3 separate regions of the Zea mays genome follow, and regions 1 and 3 are each linked to region 2. The links are chromatin contacts, called in public Hi-C maps. All regions are on one chromosome and are shown on one strand. Each heading gives the region's core, a stretch centred on a gene start, on an enhancer-like site or on the middle of the called end of the contact. The rest is flanking DNA. Distances are from core to core; before and after follow the strand shown. Region 1 holds the start of LOC100284142. Region 2 holds the start of LOC107548105. Region 3 holds the start of LOC100281098 (kelch motif family protein).

What was found. Hi-C and Micro-C count contacts between places; a contact is called where the count stands out from the background.
Region 1: a Hi-C map of ear shows a contact between it and region 2, with 2.3 times the contacts expected there. The contact joins the promoter of LOC100284142 here to the promoter of LOC107548105 in region 2. A contact is called at or near these places in 8 of 25 Hi-C or Micro-C datasets (ear, leaf, leaf mesophyll and 3 more) and 1 of 3 datasets of contacts at active chromatin or transcription factors (leaf).
Region 3: a Hi-C map of leaf shows a contact between it and region 2, with 8 times the contacts expected there. The contact joins the promoter of LOC100281098 here to the promoter of LOC107548105 in region 2. A contact is called at or near these places in 10 of 25 Hi-C or Micro-C datasets (bundle sheath, ear, endosperm and 4 more) and 1 of 3 datasets of contacts at active chromatin or transcription factors (leaf).

Annotation. Positions count from the first base shown.
Region 1 is chr1:14,478,862-14,482,904 of Zm-B73-REFERENCE-NAM-5.0, reverse strand. LOC100284142 reads right to left here and starts at 2,456. Exons shown (of 3, transcript NM_001370615.1): 1 at 1,781-2,456. The coding sequence starts at 2,239.
Region 2 is chr1:14,254,302-14,257,903 of Zm-B73-REFERENCE-NAM-5.0, reverse strand. It overlaps LOC107548105, which reads right to left and starts at 1,636. Exons shown (of 3, transcript NM_001323023.1): 1 at 1,302-1,636; 2 at 828-1,160. The coding sequence starts at 1,532.
Region 3 is chr1:14,504,280-14,508,367 of Zm-B73-REFERENCE-NAM-5.0, reverse strand. It overlaps LOC100281098 (kelch motif family protein), which reads right to left and starts at 1,309. Exons shown (of 2, transcript NM_001154017.2): 1 at 1,015-1,309. The coding sequence starts at 1,080. LOC100282834 (PP2Ac-5 - Phosphatase 2A isoform 5 belonging to family 2) reads left to right here and starts at 1,691. Exons shown (of 11, transcript NM_001155740.1): 1 at 1,691-1,910; 2 at 2,624-2,680; 3 at 3,177-3,260; 4 at 3,381-3,452; 5 at 3,732-3,803; 6 at 4,065-4,088. The coding sequence starts at 1,818.

The DNA.
Region 1 (4,043 bases), core at 1,207-3,706, 220 kb before region 2:
GTTGATGCGACAGGCCTGACCAGTCCTAAATCTAATGTTCTATACATATTTGCTTTCAACTTGGCATATATTGAGTGATTAATAATGGAAGACAAAGATAAAATCATGTATAAAGGAGATCGATCGAATCAATGGTGGGTATATATCACACCCTGTTGTGCGAGTGATAGTCGTAGAGTAGCGTCGGTGACGAGAACATTGTATAGTTGTTTTCCAATAGCAGTTGGGACCTGAAGTCGCTATCGTCATCTTCCTCCTCGTAGTAGTCCCCACCGTGTGGCACGACCTTATTGCTAGGCCTGGGGCTTGCGATGATGGTTTTCGATGACACGTCGGCACCCTTAGCCCTAGGGCTCAGTCCTTAGGCGGTGACGCCGACGCTACTCTACGACTATCACTCGCACAACAAGGTGTGATATATACCCACCATCGATTCGATCGATCTCCTCTGTACATGATTCCATCTTCGTTTTCCATTATTAACCACTCCATATATGTCAAGTTGCAAGCAAATATGTATAAAACATTAGCACTAGAACAGGTCAGGCCCACCGCATCAATGGAAAAGAAGACTATTTTGTTTTTAGTTAGCTCATGATACCAATATATAAGTGACTTGTTTTACAAAATAATAATCTTAGTCTAAACCAACATCCATATGTTATGAAGCACAACTAGTTAGTTTATCATTATTAGGAAAAATATGTACACTATTTAGAGATCCCGACACTACCATATCTAGTTGTTGATGATTTATTGTATACTCACATAGTCACGTTAGTTTGTACATGCACACCTTTTAAGTTTACTTTTATTTATTGTCATTTTATTACTTACATGAACTAATGGTTGCTGCTCTTGTTCCCCATTGGCTATAATCTGATGTCTTTGACGTTTCTTCATGCAATTGTCTTTTGTTAATTTGATGCTTTCCATTGAAAATAACTTATAAATTAAAATAGGGAGAGTATTTTTTTGTTGATTCATATTAGGTTTAGTTCATCATTCCTCTTCCTTCTTCAATTTATGCTTTTATTTGTTTGACATTATGGTTCATAGACCTAGTTTAGTAAGGACGAATCCAGCGTGGAGGCTAGGGATGCTACAACACCCTTACCTCCTTGCACTGTTATCGATTATTTAGTTCGTTGTTTGTTGTTGGTCCCAAATTCTTTTGGACGATAGCTACACTTAAAAAGGGTATGATATGTGACAATTTCAATAATGTTGCACTTTTCTGTAATAATACAAGTGCTATATGTATTGCTAAAACTAGGTGAGAGAGACATGAGATTATAGTCATCAGAGAACAAGAATAGCAATCATTAACTCATGTGAGTAATGAAATGATAAAATGTATAGAATTAAACTTATGTGTACATGTACAAACTAACGTAACTCCATAAGTGTACTATAGCTCATGAATATGACAGTGCGAGAATCAAAAAATAGTGTACATAATTTTTTTTCTAATAATGGTGCTTTATAGTGTAGATATATTAACTTAAACTTAGATTATTATTTTGTAAAATAAATCATCTATATATTGGTGCCCTAAGCTAACTAAGAAAGAAAATGTTTCTTGTCTTCTTTTTCCGTTGATACGGTTTCCGTTGATGCGGGTTGATACGGTGGTGGGCTGGTTTCCGTTAATGCGGGTTGATGCGGTGGGTCTGACCTAACGTACTATACAGATTTGCTTGCAACTTGTGAAACGGTTAATAATGAGAGATAAAAATGGAATCATATATAGAGCGGCACGGAAGATCGATGGGGGTACCTTGCTGTGCGGGTGATGGTCATATAGTAGCGTCGGCGGCGAGAACACCGTATAATTGTTCTCCAGCAGCATGTGAGGCGACCTGAAGACGTCATCTTCGTCTTCCTCGACGTCGTAGTAGTCCCCTCCGTGCGGCGCGGCCTTACTGCCAGGGCTGTGGCTTGCGACGATGGTTTCCGACGAAACGTCCGCGACCCTGGCCCTGGGGCTCAGACCCTGTGCGGCAGCGCCGGAGTCAAGGTCGCCGGGGCTGTACTTGGAGGGATCGGCGTGTTGGCCGGTGAGCTCCTGCACGAGGGCGCGGAAACCCTCGGCGCTGGTCTGGACGCGCATGGGGTTGGCGATGTAAAGCACCTTGATCGGCTTCTTGCCGCCGCCGCCGTTCTTGTGCTTCGATGACGACGCGCCGCCGCTCCCTCTCCCTGGAGCATTGCCCCTGGGGCTGAGCTCGCGATCCATCGCTCAGCTCAGCTCAGCTCAGCTCAGCTCGAGAATCTACGATCCCGGGGGAATGGGACGAGAAGCGCACGGCGAGCGGGGGCGAGAGCTACGGCAAATTCTGGCCGACTCCGGTCATGTGATGATAAACGGGTGCTCAGGAACGCCTGGGGGATTTTTAGCTGGGCGGCGGAGGCTTGGCGCTGGCATCGTAGTCGGCAAGTCGTGGCCGAGTAATGGCCGGGATGGAGAATGGGGCGGCAGGCATCAATGTGCGAAGGGTGGGGTCTACAGCCTACGTCATCTGTTTGTCTTCATGTGACGTCACATAAATAAAATACCTTAATGCATTAGCCACCGCCCGCCATGGCTTACCCGCTCTCGCTTACCCGAACGCGACCGGCCGACTGGTGGAGCCCGCGGCTGGCGGGAACCAGCCAACCAGACTTGGGGTAACGTCCGCTTCACGTGGAGGTTAGATGAAAGCCGCGGTTGCTAATATATGTATATATATATTTTTTATTTATTGTTATAAATATCATATTGCTTCTATATCTCTCGAACACAATTTTATACTCTTTCGTATCGTAAGTCGTACAGGTTAGGACATACAATTTTTTTATATTTATCGACATATAAGGATAAGAAATTGTATATGACATGAAAGTAAGCATCGGAAACGACGCGTACGGCGTATCTGTATCTATGTGGCTTCGTGGCGCCTTGTGAGTGGTGCTTTTTGTGGAGCGGAGCGGCGATAGAGGGCATTGGATACTCTCGCGGCTGGCCCCGATGATGTCCTCCCTCCTCTTGCCGCTGCTCGCCCGCCGCATCCTCCCCATTGCTCGCAGTCGCAGGCTCCTAAGCACCGGATATTCTCGACGCCGGCCGGCGCCCTGTATGTTGAAGAAGCTCGCGACGTTGGCGAAGTACGTTGACACCGAAGGTGCTCTCGAGGAAGCGGAGGGGGCCGGGGCCGGAGCCGGAGCCGAAGCCGGACCCACGGATGAGGAGGGAGCATCGCCACCGGAGGATTAAGACACACCGACAGCATCGTTGACTTTGGGCGCGCGTCTTCCCGCGGTGGCGGGACACCGTCGGCATGGTTGACTCTGGCCGGGCGTCGGCGAAGTCCCAAATCCCAAGCTATACCGGCGTCGTCTTCCATGGCCGAACATATAGATGGCCAAAAAGCACGAGGCCCGTAAGCCCGACACGAAGCCCGGTTTTTGGGCCCGGTTTTTGGGCCCGTAACTCCGGTTTTTGGGCTCTTCCATGGCACGATGGCACAGCAGACCCGGCCCGGTTTTTGGCCGGGCTTCACCGGGCCCGGGCCGGGCCGGGCCGGGCGGCCCGTTTGGCCATCTCTAGCCGAACATAGGACACTAGACACGACCAACTTTTTTTACACTCTTTTTAAAGAAATATTGATATTTAGATTTATGAGAGTACCCTAGACACGACAAACTTTTTTTAAACTCTTTTTAAAGAAATATTGATATTTAGATTTATGAGATTTTAATTTTGTTTCTAGATCTGGAGTGGACACTGAATAATACGTCTTTATGTTGTGGACCATGTCGTCGAGGTCTTGTCGTGTCAATGTGACATCCTACATGACGGCTTGCGTGTGGCGCCTATATGGGCTAATCAAATGCGCATAATGCTTCAAATGATTAAAAGACAAGACAAGTTATGGTGCAAACAAGTAGTGTTTGACCATCTAACTAACCTAGAACTCCTATTCGATAAAAAATAAACTAGGTTGTATGTTGGTGATATTACTAAAAAATGCTTCTGAGTGTTCATGTCAAGTGTAAGCATT
Region 2 (3,602 bases), core at 387-2,886:
GTGTAGGCGCAGGATGAACCTATATACAACAACAAGGGCTCCACTTGCCAAGTTGATCGGGATAAGCGTAAACAAAAGCATCCAATCTGAGATAATGATGAACTGAGGCCCGGAGGCCTGAGTGATGAAACCAACCAACAAACATTCAGACATCTCACACTGATCTGATGAAGCTCTTTATAAAAAGAGCAGCCCACAGACAGAGATATTCTTATTCTAGCACCATGTGATGGATGCAAAAAATAAAGGCAGCCTAATCTCACGCCACCTACTGCCGCTAATGTAGGTCAAACAAAGCCAGTTAGGACCTGGGACTCTCCTGCAGAGCTCAAATGAGAGCAGAGCAATGAGCCGTCAGGCAATCATGACATCAACAGTGTGGCATGCGCTGCAGATCCCAAGATAACAACTGTGCAGTGCAGAGGCCATGCACATCCAAGCGCTTTTTTGCTTAACAAAGATTCTTCATCGCGTTCGCATTCGCATCGAGTTGTTTTAAGGGATCTTCTACTCTTCTTTTCTCTCTCCCTCTCTCTCTCATGGACTGCAAAGCGAAAGGGCGTGCGCAAAAGCAGGAGGCTATTCGATGGATTGGCATGCGAAAGCAGAGGGAAAGCTAGCAATGGCGCAAGTGGAGCCCGCCTGTCATAGGCACAGCAGCAGCAGCAGTAACGCTGTGCATGCGAGGCATGCCATGGCGATCGGCAAAGCGACGAGGCGGCGGGGGTGAAAAAGGCGCACGGATGGGGGGAAAACAAAGGAACATGGCATCACGATGCAAAAACAAACAAGTGGCAGTGAGAGTGGGGGGGAGCGGGCGTGCCAACCTGGAGCGCGCGTCGGAGCGGGCGGGAGCCGCCGCGCGCGGCGTGGGCGCCGAGCCAGGGCGTGCGGCGCCAGGCGACGCGGCCGTCGCTGCCCGCGGCGACGCTCTGCCCGGCCACGGACATCTCGACGAGCCACATGCTGGGCGCGAGCTGCCACAGCACGAAGCTCCCCTCGTGGCCGCGCCCGCCGCCTCCCCCACCGCCGGGCTCCTGCAGCATGGAGAGGCGCACCCGGCCGGACGCGTACATGCTCTTGACGGCGCCGTCCTCCAGCTTCCCGCACCCCGTCGTGGCCCTGAACTGCTCGATGATGTACTGCGCCGACGACGCGACCTGCACGTACGGCGTGCCGTCATTCTAAGCGAAGCAAACGCCCGCATATATGGTGGGGTGCGGGAGGGACCCGGAGGAGGAAGGTTTTAGAGTGTTGGCGCGGCGGCTGCGGCTGCGGCTGCGGCGCGCGCACGTACGTACGTGGCGTGGAAGGCGCGGGAGGAGGGGCACGGGGGAGAGCGGGCAGGCGAGCACGGAGAGGAGCACGCGCAGGTCGGCGGCCGGTCGGGCGTCGTCCCCTGCCACGCCACCGGAGAGGAGGCGCGCCCACCGGTGCAGCGCCGCGTGGAGGCCCGAGCGCCGGCGCGCCGCGTCCTCCTCCCCGCAGCCGGGCTCCTCCGCCAGCGGCTCCAGCGCCACCCTCGACTTCATCTCGCTACGGCCGGCCTGCGTGTAGCTTCCGAGTCAGGCTGCCGTGCCGTGCCGCGCGTGTTTGTTGCTGCTGCTCGAGGCAGCTCAGCTGTTGCTTCTTCTCGTTATAACTAAGCGGAGGGGCGGAGGAGGACACGGACGCGCACGCAGACGGAGACGTAGACGCAGCTCGGCAGCCCGCCTCGATGGAGGACGTACGAGTCGCCTAACGGTAGGCTTGACTGACACGCGGGGCCCCCACGCCGGTAGGGTCCGCGTCTCAGTGGGAGGCTGGGAGCGCTCGGCCGTGGCGCGCGTGTGGAGTGCCGCGAAAGGCAGGGGCAGCGTGTAAGCGTCCAAGGGAAGGGAGGAAGGAAACGAAACGGGCGTGGAGAGGTTGGGGGAGCGGTCAAAATCTCGCGCGCTCACGCACGCCGGTGGACCGGTGGTGGTGGCGTTGTTGGTGGCGGCGTGCGTGGCAGCTGAGCTGAGCTCAGCGACCGCCGGGCGCCCAGCTAACCCTGCATCGTTACGTTCCATCGACGAATCACTGCTGCAGCTGAGGACGCCTGAGCCTGTGCCGCCTGACGAAATTCTTACCAGCAGAACTGAACCGCGCGTTCGCTGTGCTGTGGAAGTTGTTCCGCTCCGCTCCGTTCCAAGCAGAACGTTCCGTCAGACTGTGAGCGCTTACATAACATTTGCGGTGGTGGAGTAGCGCGCACGTTTGATCTGAGGCCGAGGTTAGCGGGGGGAGCTTTCCGTTCTGGGGACAGGGGGGAATTCGGTTCCGTTGACGTGGCCGTCTCGTCTCGCTCGGCCCCTGGGCCTCGATGGGAACGGGCCATGGCCCATGGCCATGTTCTTGCATGGCGCCTCGCGCCAGTCGATGGGTACGTGCAGTTGCCGTTAGCCGGCGGCCGCAAGCATCGGTGGTGGGGCGAGGCGCTTTCGGCTGCACCGGCGGCGGCGGCGGGACGCGACGGCGACTCGGCAACCCGTGCAAGCAAACGCAAACGCACGCGGGGGGGAACTGATCGGTCGGACTCGGATCCTTGGCACTCTGCTGAAGTGCTGAGACGCATTTGATGGGGCGGCCGCTGCAACGACGCAGCGACGGCGACGCGGCAACAAACCGGCAGACGAGACGGCTTCCTCTGGGCTTTGCCTTGCCTTCTTCATCAATGCTAGCTAGGCTGCGATCCAAGCCTCTAGGGTGATTGATCTCTGTGTGATTTTTTTTCCCAGTTCCTTGTGCCTTTTTTGGTAGCAGTACTCCGTATGAATGGTCCGCATCTCTGAATAAAAAATAATTTTAACTTGTGTTTATGTATACCAATCCGTTCCTGTCACTGTCAGAATCAGAGACAAGAACTGATGAAAACATGTCTGTCATGTTCAGCGGGGCATTGAATGATCCTGTGCGGCGTGTGGGGGGTCTCTCCTCTCCCTACCTCGCTGACGAGTCATATCTCTCGCTTTAAATCCCGCTGCCTCCTCCGCCTGAGCCCCCCGATGATTTCCCTGAATTCCAGCCAGCAATGACAAGTGTACGAATTCAGGCCGACGTACTCCGCTGTTTTACAGGAGCGGGGGGGCCATTGCTCCAGGCCTGAGATGATGGTCGCGCGTTTTATTGCTGGCCGATCAGGTGCCGCCCATTGCCCAGGCCAGGCAGCAGAATTTATTCAATTACTTGCAGCATCGTTGTTCTTGGCACTGACCATTTGAATGTGGGCTGATAGCAGGTCAATATTCGTAGAGAAAAAGAAAACTATACTTTCCCGTGTCTGTTGGCGACCAGATTCAGCTATTACCCAAAATGATGGACTCGTAAGTATATTTGATTAAGATCCTAATGTAGGGGTCCCGTGATAGACCTGCTTCAGACTCACTCCTGCTGGCTGCTATACGGCAGCTGCTACTACAAGGGAATGGACGTTGTATTCAGCTACTTGCATTGTGCACCAAGCAAGTCGGTAGTGGACGCAGAATATCAGCTTCCGCGTTACTGTCAGAATGATGACGCCGGTAGCTGCTGCTGCTGCCGCGATCAACCACTGAAGTGACATGAGGACATCGCAATAGCCA
Region 3 (4,088 bases), core at 60-2,559, 250 kb before region 2:
AAGAAAAATAAAGAAGCCCACAACTAATTGGCCCACCACAGCCCAACAATTTTAGGGTTAGGTCATACCTCCCTCAGCCTCCATCTAGATAGCCACTGCAACTTCCCTCTCAGCCGTACGATCCCCTCAGCCACCTGGTTCTCCTTCTCCTTCCCCCCCCAGCTCTCCTTCTCCCTCCCCACATCTCTCTTCTCCCTGCGTGCCGCCACCGCCGCGACTTGCGAGTCCATATAATTGTTACCATTTATAATTTCAATCGTATATGAAATGTCTTCTGTCCTTAAAAACTCCATGTGAAGACATGATTCCTATTTCCTAAAGAAGGGCAGACCTAGTGTAGTGGTGAGAGCTGTCTCATTGCATCAGATCACAGATTCAAAGCAATATCTTCGCAATTTATGAGAGAAGGTTTGCCTCGGTTTATCCCTTCTGCAGACCTCCGGCATTGGGTCTGCCACTTTTTTATAGACATCATTTTTAACTAAAGATTTAAGACCTGTGGCTCATGAGCAGTCTAGAGTATAGATAGGGCAATGAGACTATCTTAGCTAGTAGCTAGAAATTTTCTAAGTTCAGTCCGTTGTTACTAAACTGAGGACGACTTCGTGGCAAGTGGGGCCAATATAAAATGCAGTAGATGTTATAGTGATACTCATTTGGTTCCTTAACAATAAAGTGGCATATCCACGCCGCAGCTAACAATACTCAAGGCAAAAACAGTAAGGAAACTAACCGCTAGAAGATGCGTTCCATGGACAACTGGATCTAGACTCCCAAACCAAGCCCTAAAGGACCCAAACCGAGACATCCAAGTTCCAACAATCCCCAAAGCTCGTAATCCTCCAAGCCTTACGCACAAGAACGCCAGATTCAAGAAGAAAGGTCTAGGCCTCAAGTGAAAGGTGGCGCGTTTGGCACAGGAACCACCATCTGTGAGCTAACCTACATCTCTCGCAGCTAGGAGGCGCGCGTGCTAATCGAGGCCAAGAAAGGTGGGAGTGGAGCCGAGCTCACCAGTGGGACACGGACGCGGATACCCCCCGCACGCCGCGGCGGGGCGTCTCCGGCGGCCGCACGCATTGCGGATCGAGAAGAGTGGACGAGGAACACCCTCGAACTTGGCCTTCCTCTTCAGTCTCCACGAAGGTTTCCCCCTCTTGAACCAAAACCCAACGAGCAAAGAGGAGCGCAACCGCACAGGTGGCTCCCCTTCAAACGAGCAGTAGCTTTGACTCGAAAATCAGTCTCAGATGCGTTCTCCCCAGATCAGGCGACTAGGCACTAGGGATTGGTTTGCAGTCGCAAGCTCAATTTGGTCGGCAGACCGCAGATGAACTTCACCTCCGACTCGTGGGCCCGTTACCGGAGTCCTCTCGGCACAAGATGTGACTGAAAGATGGCCCCATGAAAGACGGGACCACCAAGTCAGTGACCCATTCTAACTCACGACACAACGCCCTGACAGGTGGGGTCCTGTGGGCCCCGGGTGACCTTCATCTTTCGGTCCTCGCTCCACGTTGCCCACAATGATCTGGCCCACTGACAGCGTGGACCCATACACCGACCAACTCCGAACCACTTGCCACGGCGCACGCGGCATGGAGCGAGCGGGCCCATATGTGGAGCAGGGAGGCCCACCTGGCGAGCGGGCTTCCCGATCAATCTCTCCAGCCTCTTTCTCGGATCCCCCCTCCCCGATTTCCTTCCCCACTCTGTCAGTCTAGTGCCCCGCGCGCGCTCTCTCGCCGCCTCGCCGCCGGCGACGAGCTTGAGCTCGAGCTCGAGCTGGTTTCTCGTATCGAAGACGCGGCCGCGGTATGGATCCCATGAACGTAGACAACGGCGGCTGCGGCGGCCTTGACGCGCAGATCGAGCAGCTGATGCAGTGCCGCCCGCTCGCCGAGCAGGAGGTGAGATCCAGTCCAGCTATACCCCCGTTCCATTCGGGTTTCCAGTTCGCTGGTTTGTATTTCGCGGTGTGATCTGCCGAATGATAAGACTGCCTTTGATCTGTTGCAAGGGCACGCTTAGGGTTTCTCGCCTTCTCTTCGGTGCACTGTTTGGTTGGAAGTGTGATCCGGTGTTCCGGTGGTTTGGGGGATATTTGAACCTCTTTTGGTATCTGGTGATTCGTTGGCATAGAGTGATGGTCTAGTGTGTAGTTTGTGCCTAGAGAGTGCAGCTTCGAATCATTCCGAATGTTGTGATTCAGATTTGATTCGTGTTAATAGATCTCCTTTTGTTCTCGCAGAAAAGTAGCACAAAAATGGAAAGCTGCATCTATTGTGATCTTCCAATTTAATCAAACTCAGACAAATATTTAGGGTGTGATAGTACAAACACTTATTTGCTCTGTTTTCAAGTCGTCCAACTAATCACGATTAATCGTTCAAGTCGGTTTGGACCCAAACCAATCGCGATTAATCGCCCAAGTTGTGCGACTAATAGTGATTAATCACGATTAAATGATTAATCATCCAAATCGGCCAGCCAGACTTGAAAACAATGCTTATTTGGTGGTTGCGTGCTATGTTTCCGCTTGGCCAAAAGAAGGGATACTTGGTGCATAGATGTGCAGGACTAACATTATTGGAATCGGCATAATGACTCCCACATATTTCAGGTTAAGGCCCTGTGCGAGAAGGCCAAGGAGATATTGATGGAGGAAAGCAACGTTCAGGTAAGCTGTGCTGGCAGTTTACCTCTCACTGATGGCTGGGTATTTTTCACAGTTTCACTCTAGGTGTAGGAGGTACCTATATTGATTGTTCCAAATGCTGTTGAACTAGTAGTATAATGTTTGCCATTGCATCGAATGAAGAACATTGTTTAATGTTTATTGTGATGCTCCATTTTGGTTGGCCCTTATTGTCGTACTATGTATCAATGATGTTATGATTAAGGAGTTGAACTTTGAATCTTTCAGTCTTGTCGCTTTCATTTTGATCGATAGATTCAGTGCTTTCATTTTAATCTGGTTCCTTGTAGAATGTAACACTAACAATAGGAATATAGGATAAATAATGTAATTTAAGGCTTTCCTCCCGTTTCAATCCATTTCATCCTGCTCAACCATTGGCTTATAAACTGAGTGCATGCATATAATGGCATGATGTTCACGTAGTTGTGGTAGCAATTTAGGTATTTCTTCTAAGCTTCTGTAACTTTGCTTGCAGCCTGTCAAGAGTCCAGTTACAATATGTGGTGATATACATGGACAATTCCATGATCTTGTAGAGCTTTTCCGAATTGGTGGGAAGGTACCAACTATTTTGACTCGACTTTACTTATTTCCCCCCCTTAAAGTATGGTCTACCCAAGATTGAAGCCACCATTTCCATCCTCTAATCCCTGTCATTTTTATTCTCTCCTGTTTCCAGTGTCCAGACACCAATTACTTATTTATGGGGGATTATGTAGATCGTGGCTACTATTCTGTTGAGACTGTCACTGTAAGAAATTAACCGCTGCTTACTTTCTTTATCAAGTTAGTTTTCTTTGTTGCTTTGCGGAATTGTCTTGTTTCACATGTAATTGTGCTGGAAAAAGGAAATCTGATTTATGAAGTTATGCTTTAACATATTTCTTATGGTCTTAATTTCAGTTCATATTATCAATAAGAATTATATATTTACATTATGTTCCTTCTCCAGCATTTCTGTTAGGTTTCAACTCTAGCTTACCCAAACTTGCTTGGGACTAAAAGGCTTTATTGTTGTTTTCTTCTCCAGCTGCTAGTAGCACTAAAAGTGAGGTACCCACATCGAATTACAATCCTTCGTGGAAACCATGAGAGTCGGCAGGTACAATCAAATATTATTTTCTTGATGCATATGACATCTTACTTTTTAGCTACTGTTATCAGGATTTAATTGAGACCAGAGAAAATTACTCTAGTTGCTGATACATGAATACTATTTTCCTGTTCAGAATTTGCTTTGTTACAATTTAGATGCCACCCCCATATCGGTTTTCTGTCCAGAATTTACTTTGCTTATAGTTTAGATGCCCATCCCTGTTAATGATCATTTGTTCCAATTGAAACTCTTATTTTATGGTTGCAGATCACACAGGTGTATGGATTCTAT